Linked DNA regions of Bactrocera dorsalis: region 2 is linked to region 1. Evidence: chromatin contacts called from public Hi-C data. All regions are on one chromosome and are shown on one strand. Each heading gives the region's core, a stretch centred on a gene start, on an enhancer-like site or on the middle of the called end of the contact. The rest is flanking DNA. Distances are from core to core; before and after follow the strand shown.

What was found. Hi-C and Micro-C count contacts between places; a contact is called where the count stands out from the background.
Region 2: a contact with region 1 is called in a Hi-C map of whole body, with 2.5 times the contacts expected there. The contact joins the promoter of LOC105226652 here to the enhancer-like site in region 1. A contact is called at or near these places in 2 of 2 Hi-C or Micro-C datasets (both in whole body).

The regions. Positions count from the first base shown.
Region 1 is chr3:10,828,371-10,833,093 of ASM2337382v1, reverse strand. No RefSeq gene overlaps it. Among protein-coding and RNA genes, the nearest start is that of LOC105233822, 24 kb to the right of the region's middle. Within about 2 kb of position 3,248, the one cell type or tissue checked has open chromatin away from gene starts, as enhancers often do.
Region 2 is chr3:10,879,300-10,884,131 of ASM2337382v1, reverse strand. It overlaps LOC105226652, which reads left to right and starts at 1,984. Exons shown (of 4, transcript XM_011205643.4): 1 at 1,984-2,176; 2 at 2,241-2,392; 3 at 2,716-2,900; 4 at 3,049-3,681. The coding sequence starts at 2,161. The coding sequence ends at 3,484. LOC105226653 reads left to right here. Exons shown (of 4, transcript XM_011205644.4): 4 at 1-691. The coding sequence ends at 400.

The DNA of each region.
Region 1 (4,723 bases), core at 1,999-4,498:
CATTGGGCAAATATTTATTTGTTAGTTTACTCAGTTGCAGAAGGCATACTGTACGCTTTGATGCTTGGTGGCCAGTGGCGATTGGCGGCATTAGTTGCTGAGGGGTCGTCGAGATGAGGAAGTACTAATTATCTGAAATGATGACTATTATACTAAATTAATATAAAAATCAATTAATGCATAATTTTACCATTCAGAACTATGAGAACTAACACAGTTCCGATACAATTCCAAGCCTTTCAAGAACCAATCTTGTATTAAAACTAAATCTGCGAAAGGCGTAGATGGCAAACTAAGAGGAAAGCAGTGCAAAGAGAGTTTGATGCCTTGCATAAAAGTTGCTACACCTTCATTCCTGATTCGCCTGCCCATCATGTGCCTATCATGCAGCTTGCTATAAAAGTTCGCTTAGAATTTCGAAAAAATGGGAAAAAAATAAAACCTTAACAGAACTAATTCCGTAGAAAGTTAAAATGTAAGTGGCGTTGCCCTGGAGAACAATGCAATAAAAATCTCCTTACATTTTCATCTGCCTGTCTATAATGTATCTACTTCCTACAGGTCCACATGGGTTTTCGAAAATTTAAGTCCATAAGGACTTTCCATAACTAATTCCGTCACAAGTCGAAAAAGAAGCGAAGTCCGTCTCAAGAACAGATAATATAGATAATCTGCCGACACTTTCATCCTTGGACCGTTTTCCCACCATGCGCCTATCAGGCAGCTTCCTACAAAGGCTACAAAGCTCCACTTTAATGACCGAAGTTATGGACTTGAAAGGACTTTCAAAACGTTTATCAGAACTAATTGTGTCACAAGTCGAAAAGAAGGGGTCTCCGTACAAAATAAGGTTTTGTCATAAGTCAGACATTTTCATGCCTGATCCGTCTGTTCACCATGCAACTCGGTCTACAAGAATCCGCAAGGGTTTTCGAAAGTATGGAGGTTTCAAAGAACTTACCACACGTTTATTAGCACTAATTACGTCGCAAGTCGAAACGGAAGCTACCTCAGTCTGGAAATTTCCACATTTTCATATTTTATCCGTCTGTCCGTCATGGAGTTCGGTCTACAAGGGTCTGCTCGGATTCGAAAATAAGTGCTTCAGTCAGGAATAATTATGTCACAAGTTGAGCAGGAAGAGACGTCGGCCTGGGAAACAGTATAATAAGGATCCTAATATACTTGTATTAAATCTGATCTATCTGTCTCTGATCCATCCGTCTACCACGTGTCTACCATAAAGCTCCAGTATTTAACAACTGGAATTCCCAGGTCTAATAACCTTTTACGTCAACCCATTAGACAGAGCAGAATAATTGCAACAAGGGAAGACTTTAGATTAGATAGATAGATTTTAGCTTTCCAAAGATTGTAAGCTCGACATTTCTTACAAATACATGCATTAGAGAAAGGTTTCAAAGGATTAAACTCCGAACTCATCCCTTTTGTGATCAAAGCATTCCCAGCACAGTTTTTTCTACGTAACCGGGATTTTTAGTCATCCAAAGTAAGCTCAAAATTTTTTACAATTATTTGCATGAGAAAAAGGTGTCAGGAACAATCTCCGAGCTCATCGCTTTTGTAATCAAACCATTCCAACCACAGTTTGTTCAATTTAATGTAGGGATGTGCTCAGATTTTTAAGCATCCAAAGATCGACATTTTTAAAAGTACAGTTGAACTTTCATAGCTTGAGATTCTATATAACTCGAAGTTCTCCATAACTCGACCTCTTTAATAAGTAAAAGAAGTCAAATTTCATACAAATTTCCTTCCATAACTCGAAGCCGCTCTAGCTCGTAGATTTTTATGAATTATGATGATTCGAGTTACGGAAGTTCAACTGTACTTGCATAAGAGGAAAGTTTCAAGATTTACCTCCAAGCTCATTGCTTCTATTTTCTACGTAAATGGGATGATTTTTGATTTTTCCGCGTCTTAAGATTGGAAGCTTAAAATTTTGTCCATTGGAGGAAGGCTTCAGGATAAAACTTCGAGAACATCGCTTGAACTCTTGATTTGGTAAAAGAAATCCAACTTCATACAAATTTTTTTCCATAGTTCGAAGTCTCTCTAACGCGATGTTTTTATTTGGATTATGGTGATTTGAGGTAAGGAAGTTCAACTATATTTGCATATGAGGACTATTTCAGCATCAACCTCCCAGCTCATCGCTTACAAACCATTCCCACGACAGTTTGTATCAAGTAACCGGAATGACCTCAGACTTTTAACCCTACAAAGACGAAGCAAAACCTGTGAGTCCCCTGCTTATGCAACCCTTAATATTACACACTTTCTACGGGGTTCCCTAACCACTAACCAAATGTATCCCCCAACAATATACCCAAAACGCTGTCCCGTGCACAACTCTGCGCATTGGCATGCCAAGAATGTGCTGTCTGCTAGGCTGTACGCTGGTGCGCCGGTTCGCTGGTGCGCTGATGTTGTTGACGGGACTGCCGCGCCTGTCACTCTGCCACCAGGGCATGTCATCAGTGGCCCTGTCACAGATAAACCGCCAAACTATCGGCTACGCCAGGCACTTGCCTGCGCCGCTATCTTGCGATTAAGGCGGCACAAAAGACTTCCCGAAACTCAAAGCATTTGCCCATAGTACTCGTATAAGAAGAGCCGTGGGGCAAAGCAGCGCCTCTGGGCCGCAGGCATCCTTTAAGTGTGTACCAAACTAAATATTTAGTTGTCTATGCTGCCGATTGAATTACGTGCGAGTAGAAAGATATTTAATTTATATTGCAAAATAGACTGCAACTAGTGCAGCTTCAGAGCGCACACAGCCCACTTGGCTAGCGGAGCGTGGTGAGCGCATGAGGCGGGGTAGGTTGGATGGGTGGTTGGCGGCGGCATGTGTAAGGATGGCGAGGTGGTTGAGCCAAAATGCCACTTGTCGTTTGCATGTCCCATTAACTATACGAAATGCGCATATGTATGCATGTGTGTGTATGTGTGTATGTAGTATATACTGCTGCGGCTGCCGCTCTAACGGCGCGAATTTTGGCCTTTTCACTCGTTTGCTTGCGGCCAAACGCATTAATTATGTGTTGCAGCGCAGCCTATGCCAGCCAAATGTTGTTGCTGTTGTTCTTGTTGTTATGGTAGTCACATGCGCCTGCTTGTAGTTGTTGTTGTTGTTTTGGAAGGCGAGCGCAAAACAATTGTGGCAACTACCGCAACAGGCAGCCAACGCCGCAAAAGCATTACCATTGTACACACCGCAATGCCACAGCGGCAGCGGCAGTCGGTGCCATCAATGCGCAGCGGCGTGGCAAGTGTGCGGCAGGCAGCTGGCAGCTGGCGGCGGCAAACTCTAGCAACAGCTCCAAAACACTTTATGGCACACTTCATGTTGTCCGCACTTTACATTGAATTTTAAATTTTGTTTAGTTTTTCGCATTGCTGTTGTTGTTGTTGTTGCAGTTGTATTGCTGCTTCGCAATTTGCCACCGAAAATTTGAAATTTCCATTTGCTTTTTCGGTTTTCGGGTTTTGTCATTAGAATTCAAAACATCGAAAAACAATCTACAAATAAGCACGTCGCATGTTGCAAGCGCTGTTGCAAGTGCAACTGTAGTTGTAACTGTTGTTGCGCATGTTGCAAGCGCCCGTTTTTTGCCAATGTCTATTGTGTTTGCATATTTTAAATGCAATATGCATTACTTTTGCTGTTGTTGTTGTTGCTACGCTTGTTTTTGTTGTTGTTGCGCATGTTGTTGCTGCTGCACGCTGTTGTTAATGAACCTTCGCGCCTTTTATCTGTGATTCGCAGTTGCCACAATTTGACTGCTGGCTTGCTATGTTGTTTTTATTGTTTTTTTTTTACTCTGGTTGTTGTTGTTTTTATTGTTTTGGTTGCCGCTTTGACTTTTGCTTGACTTTTTGCTTGGCTGCTGGCAATTGTTTGCGTTTAAATTTAATTTAAATGTTAACATTTAAATTTTGCTGTTTAAATAATTGTTTTTGTTGTTGCGCTTTTTCAAATTAAATTGAAATAAAATTTTTATTTCAACAAATTTAAATGCATTTGCTTATTTGTGTCGCTTAAAATGCGTTTTAATTGCAATTATTTACTATGAAGAATGCAATTGCGCTAGAAGAAAGGCGAACAAAGAAACAAACATAGATATGTACATATGTATATGTACATATGTATATGTATGTATTATGTAAAATGTACACTGATTATCTGCATTTTTGATGAATTTGCGTATATGTACATATGTATATGTATGTATTATGTAAAATGTACACTGATTATCTGCATTTTTGATGAATTTGCGTCGCTTAAGATATCAACACTTTGACATTGATTGACTATTGCTGCAAAAATATTTCACCAAATTTATTACTTCAATTTTAATTGGCGCGTAACGCAGCCGCAATTAAAAATTCGATACAAAATTTGCATAATTTTAAATATCTTAATTATTTAACGTTGTCGTTGTAGCTAAAAGCAAAATTTTTGTGAATCCCGAAATTTCGGGATTGTAAAATTTTCATTTCGGGATCCCGAAAATTTTTGGAACAAAACTTAAAGTAATCTGTATTATTGGTTATTAATTTTTTAGTAATGTACTTAACTTTCGGGATCCCGAAAATTTTTGAGACAAAATTTAAAATAATCTGTATTAATTTAAAGTTATTAATTTTTCAATGAATAATGTAATTAAATTTCGGGATCCCGAAAATTTTCGGGACTAAT
Region 2 (4,832 bases), core at 735-3,234, 52 kb before region 1:
CCAGCAAGTCGAGATGGGTTTCGGTAAACAGCGTTACGTAGTACCAGGTTACGCCGTCTTCTGTGGCAATGAAAATAAGTCACGGTGTTTTAAATGCCAAACTCAGCCAGTCGGTGACTACTATCACAATTTCAACGTGCACCTGGACCTTTGTCGGCGGTGTATGAATGCAGAACTCGCAGAGTTGAATAATTGTAAGTATAATCGTTTGAAACGTTCAAGCCGGCTGCGTGAGTTGGGTAAATTCAAGCCGGCGCGTTGGTGTCATTTCTACCACAAACACTACTACGGCAACTTAGCGGTAAACAAGTTTCCACTCACCACTTTGCGCTTGAAAAATCGGGTGGAAAACTACTTGCAGTCATACGACACGCTGTTGAAGTGGTATGTGCAATATTGAAGATCGGCCACAGCTCAAGGCATAAAGTTCAAAGAGGCGGTGAAAATAAGAAAAAGTCAAAATATACAAAAAAAAGAAAATAAAATATATATAAAACACAAAATTGCAAGAAAAAATATTAAAATTAAATAAAAGCTAAAAAAATATATAAAAATTCACAAAGCAATACAAATAAAAAAATTATAAAAACTAGTTCAAAATTAAAAAAAAAAATTATAATATTTAACTGTGTCCTTGAAGATCTTAATTGTAATCTCACATTGTACTCAATGAAAGTAAAAATTTATTGCAAACCAATTATATTGCTTTTATTTTCATTACATGTCTATTTTATAGGTTAAGATTAGTGACCATCAGCAATCTTCTAAGATGACTAAGTTCGAAAGTGAACAGTTTTGTTGTTGACTAGAGTTACAGCCTACATGTTTGAATCTCCGGAATACGAAAGACATAAGCCTTCACATATTGAAAAAAACTCACTGAGACCATTAAACATCTCCTAAGACGACTAAGCCCGAACCTGCCTGGTAGACTCAAAGCGTTTGGACTAAGATATTAGAACGTCAGAAATACGAAATAATCCTCCATGTATTGAAAAATACTTTCTGAGCCCATAAAAAATCTTCTAAGACGACTAAGTACGAAGCAGATTAGTATCTAGTTGACTGAAAGCTTGAATCTCCGAAATACGAAATAATCCTTCAAATATTAAAAAAAACTCGCTAAGACCATTAAAATCTTCTAAAACGACTTAGTCCGAAACTGAATAGTACCTAGCTGATTGAAAATATTAGATCCTAGATGCTTGAAGCTTCAAATATTGAAAGAAATCTCTGAGGCCCTCACAAAACTTCTACGTCGACTAAATCCGAAACTGGATAGTGCTAAGTTGATTGAAAGCGTTGAGCATAGATGTTTGAACATCCGAAAAAAAGTCTCTGTGACAAACATAAATCTGCTAAGACGACTAAGTCCGTGTGATACCTGGTTGGTTGAAAGCGTTAGAGCTAGGATGCTTGGACTTCTAAAATATGAAAAAAAATATCTGAGTTCATCACACATCTTCTAAGACGACTAAGTCCGAAACTGGGTAGTACCTGGTTGAGTCAAAGCGTTGCAGTCAAGTTGCCAGAACCTTAGTGTCGCGAAACCAGGGCTGTATAGAAGGAAGTACTAGGAGGACAAAATATTTATCATAGCCATTCGTCTAGCCCCCTGAAGTAATACTTAGTCCAGTGGTCCCAAGGGAGACACATGAGATGGAAGTAGGTTAGGTTTAGTGGATTAAATTCCCGTACTCCGGCTTTCGATGCTTCCTCCTACGATTACAAACCATTCGCCTAGAAACTAGACATACCCTTCATATAGGAAAACCTTGCGATCGCGCAAGTATGGTAATTATGCTCAGCTTCCGAATGGGGATCGCAAGAGGACAAGGGACAATCACGTGGGAGAAGCTTCAACAAAATGATATATGTATACGTAAAGCTATACTTATGCCAAAGCAAAAAAATATCATTAACAAGGTTCTTGATTCGTTCATCGTAGTTACATTGAACTATTTTACAATATTTTTGTGAAGTTTCTCGAAAATAAAAATCAAAAAATGCTTCATTACAAATTTCTTTTTTGGCTCGGACAGTCATTAGAGAATAGTTGTGTTTCATTTCGCTCTTAGCCGCGGCGTTTTTATACAACTTTTGTAAATATTTTTTTTTATATATTTTTTTTTATAAAAAAAATTGTGTGTGGCCAACAAAATGTATGATACTAAAGGTAATATTTCGTATTTTACTAAATCGTCATGCTATCACATCTAATTGTTCTAAAATTGTTGCAGAGAACTTCGAGTACGTTGTTGAACTACCTAAAACACCAGATCTTGCTTTCGGTACTAAAAAAGAGCGAAGGAATACGCTCTGGCCCTACGAGCCGAGAGGCAGCGTTACATCTCATTGGTCACTTTTGTCTTTTAGCAGTTTAAACAAAGAGGTGATGATGATGATTCCAAGAATATTTACTTACAAATTTAAAAAGCGAATAACGAAGTTAATTTGAGAAGGCGACCAATAAAAATGTCGATTGCGATTCGGTGTTGGAGAGGTCAGAAGAGCTTAACGTAACTTAATGACATCATGACATGATATACATCCGAAACTCTCCCAAACGACTCTTGAACGTGCCTAACTTTCTGTATATATAGGAATGTTGGATAACCGCATAAAAAAGTCGAGTCCGATTGTCGTGAGAAAACTTCGTCGTTCGCTTTGGTAACTTTAATGAATTCAAAGAAATAAAGTTATTTTTTTTCCCAGTGCCCCTCAAAGTTAGGCTGTTCGCCGCTTGTTAGTCAAACCCCCCGTTTTTCCAGAGCTAGATACGACGATAGCCCGGCTGTTGGGCAATACCTCACAGAAGGTGGCAAACCAATAAAGCAGTGTAAAAAACCATTTAATGTTGGAGCTGCTTTAAGTAAGGAGCCAACATTTCTGACACCTCCGTAAGTATTCATACTTATTACTCCACGGTTTTTGAACTCTATCCAACCAAACTAATACCGCTATACATCAAACACTCTCCCTTATTCTCTAACATTATCTAAACATATTCGGATCTTTTTCTATCGCTACTCTTTCTTTCCCATCCAGCCCAACCACTTATCCATATCACATAAAAGTACCCGATCGTCTCAAGTATTGTCTCGCTTTCGGCACACGTCGTGTAATTTGGCCAGCAACGCCGGTTTTTTGCAGCGCTAGAAACTATATGAAATGTTTCCGTTGCCAAGAACAACCCGAAGGTGATTACTATCACAACTTCAAGTCGCAATTGGATATATGTAGGCGCTGTTTGAATAAGGAGGTGAAGGAGTTGCGTCACTGCAAGACGGATGATTACAAACGCAAGCTAACGTTAAGAGAGTGGAGTGAATTCAAGCTGGTGCGGCATTGCAGCTTCTATCATTTGCATAAGAGCGGAAATATGAAGTCAACGCTAATGACAAAAAGCGATTTGCGTAAGAAAATCAATAGGGAGAACTACTTATATCAATATTATCCGGTGTGGGATAAACGATACGTGTGAGATTGTTGGCTGTTGATGTGTGAAGAACGCGAGCGTTAATAGAACACTCGCTTACCTTTGGAATATTTTCGTATGTATGTATGTGTTAAGGTCTGAAAAGTTTGGTATACCAAAAAAAATTACAAAATTAAAAAAAAAAAACATTAAGAAAACCAAAAATATACAGGAAAAGAAATAAATTACAACAATGTAATATACTTTTAAATAGTTGTTTTCACTGAGTAACGTTTTAGAAATATTTCGGAGGAGTTGGCGCCAATTGGAGATTCCAAGTGTGACCGGGTCTCCAAAGGCCGTGAAATGCAGTTCAAGTACAAAAGAAAAGTCAAAAGTTTATGATTATTGCCGCCTGTTTATGATATTTTTTTTTTTCGGCGTCCTCTTCTTTATTAAAGAATATCCCTAAATAAATAAGCTTTATTTTAATAAAAAATCTAAGGTTCTTAAGCTATGCTTTCCAATTTCGGGCAGAAGTTCAACTATAGAACAACAACACCAGAAAGCAGTGTTTGTTATCACTTTCGCTTACCAACCACAAACACAAAATATTAATCTCCGGGGCCAGTAGGCAGCTGTCTAAGAGAAGACAGTCCGCGCTACGTAGCAGATTTAGAAGCCGACTCCTGCTGCTATTGTCAGCGGTTTACGGGAACTGTGTGCAAAGTATGCATTTTTCCAAACGGTTGATGCAGCTTATACGCAATTGCAGTAACAAAAACAAAAAAGAGTGCAGCCAACTCCAAGAACGAGTTGAGAAGCTGAGCTCTGCTGCCCACGCTTGAAGGTGTCAACCGAAAAAAATGCCCACTGAAGTGAACTGCATGTAGCTGTATAATAAATTCATGATGTTGGGCAATTTATCCACTTCACAGCAAGTCGCTATCGTCAGCAGAAGAGAAGCTAGTGGCCGGAAGAAGTTGAAGTGCATGAAGCGCTGGATGCGCATATGTGTGTGTATTTCGGTGTATGCGGGTGGTAGCAGTGCTAAAATTGGCTGCAGCGTAGAAATTGGCTGCAGTCAGCAGCGTAAGACAGGCAAGTTGCTAACAATTAAGCTGACCAAGCGTATGGACTGTTGCTCGCTGGTTGGCGATACAGTTGCTGTAGCTTGAATTTGAATTTTCGCTGAGTTTAGTTGCTTCCGGTGCGGTGTGTGCTTGTTGTGTGTGTAGCGTCCGTCTTAGCAAACTATGTAAGTTATGCAGCATATAGAACTGTTATTTTTAGTGGTGGGTGGAAATAAGCTTTCGGGATCCCGAAGTTGATCCCGAAGTTTCGAGTTGTTATTATCTCAACAATTTTTTTTGAGTCAAGTTTCTTAAACGCTGTATTTTTTTATTTTTTTTTT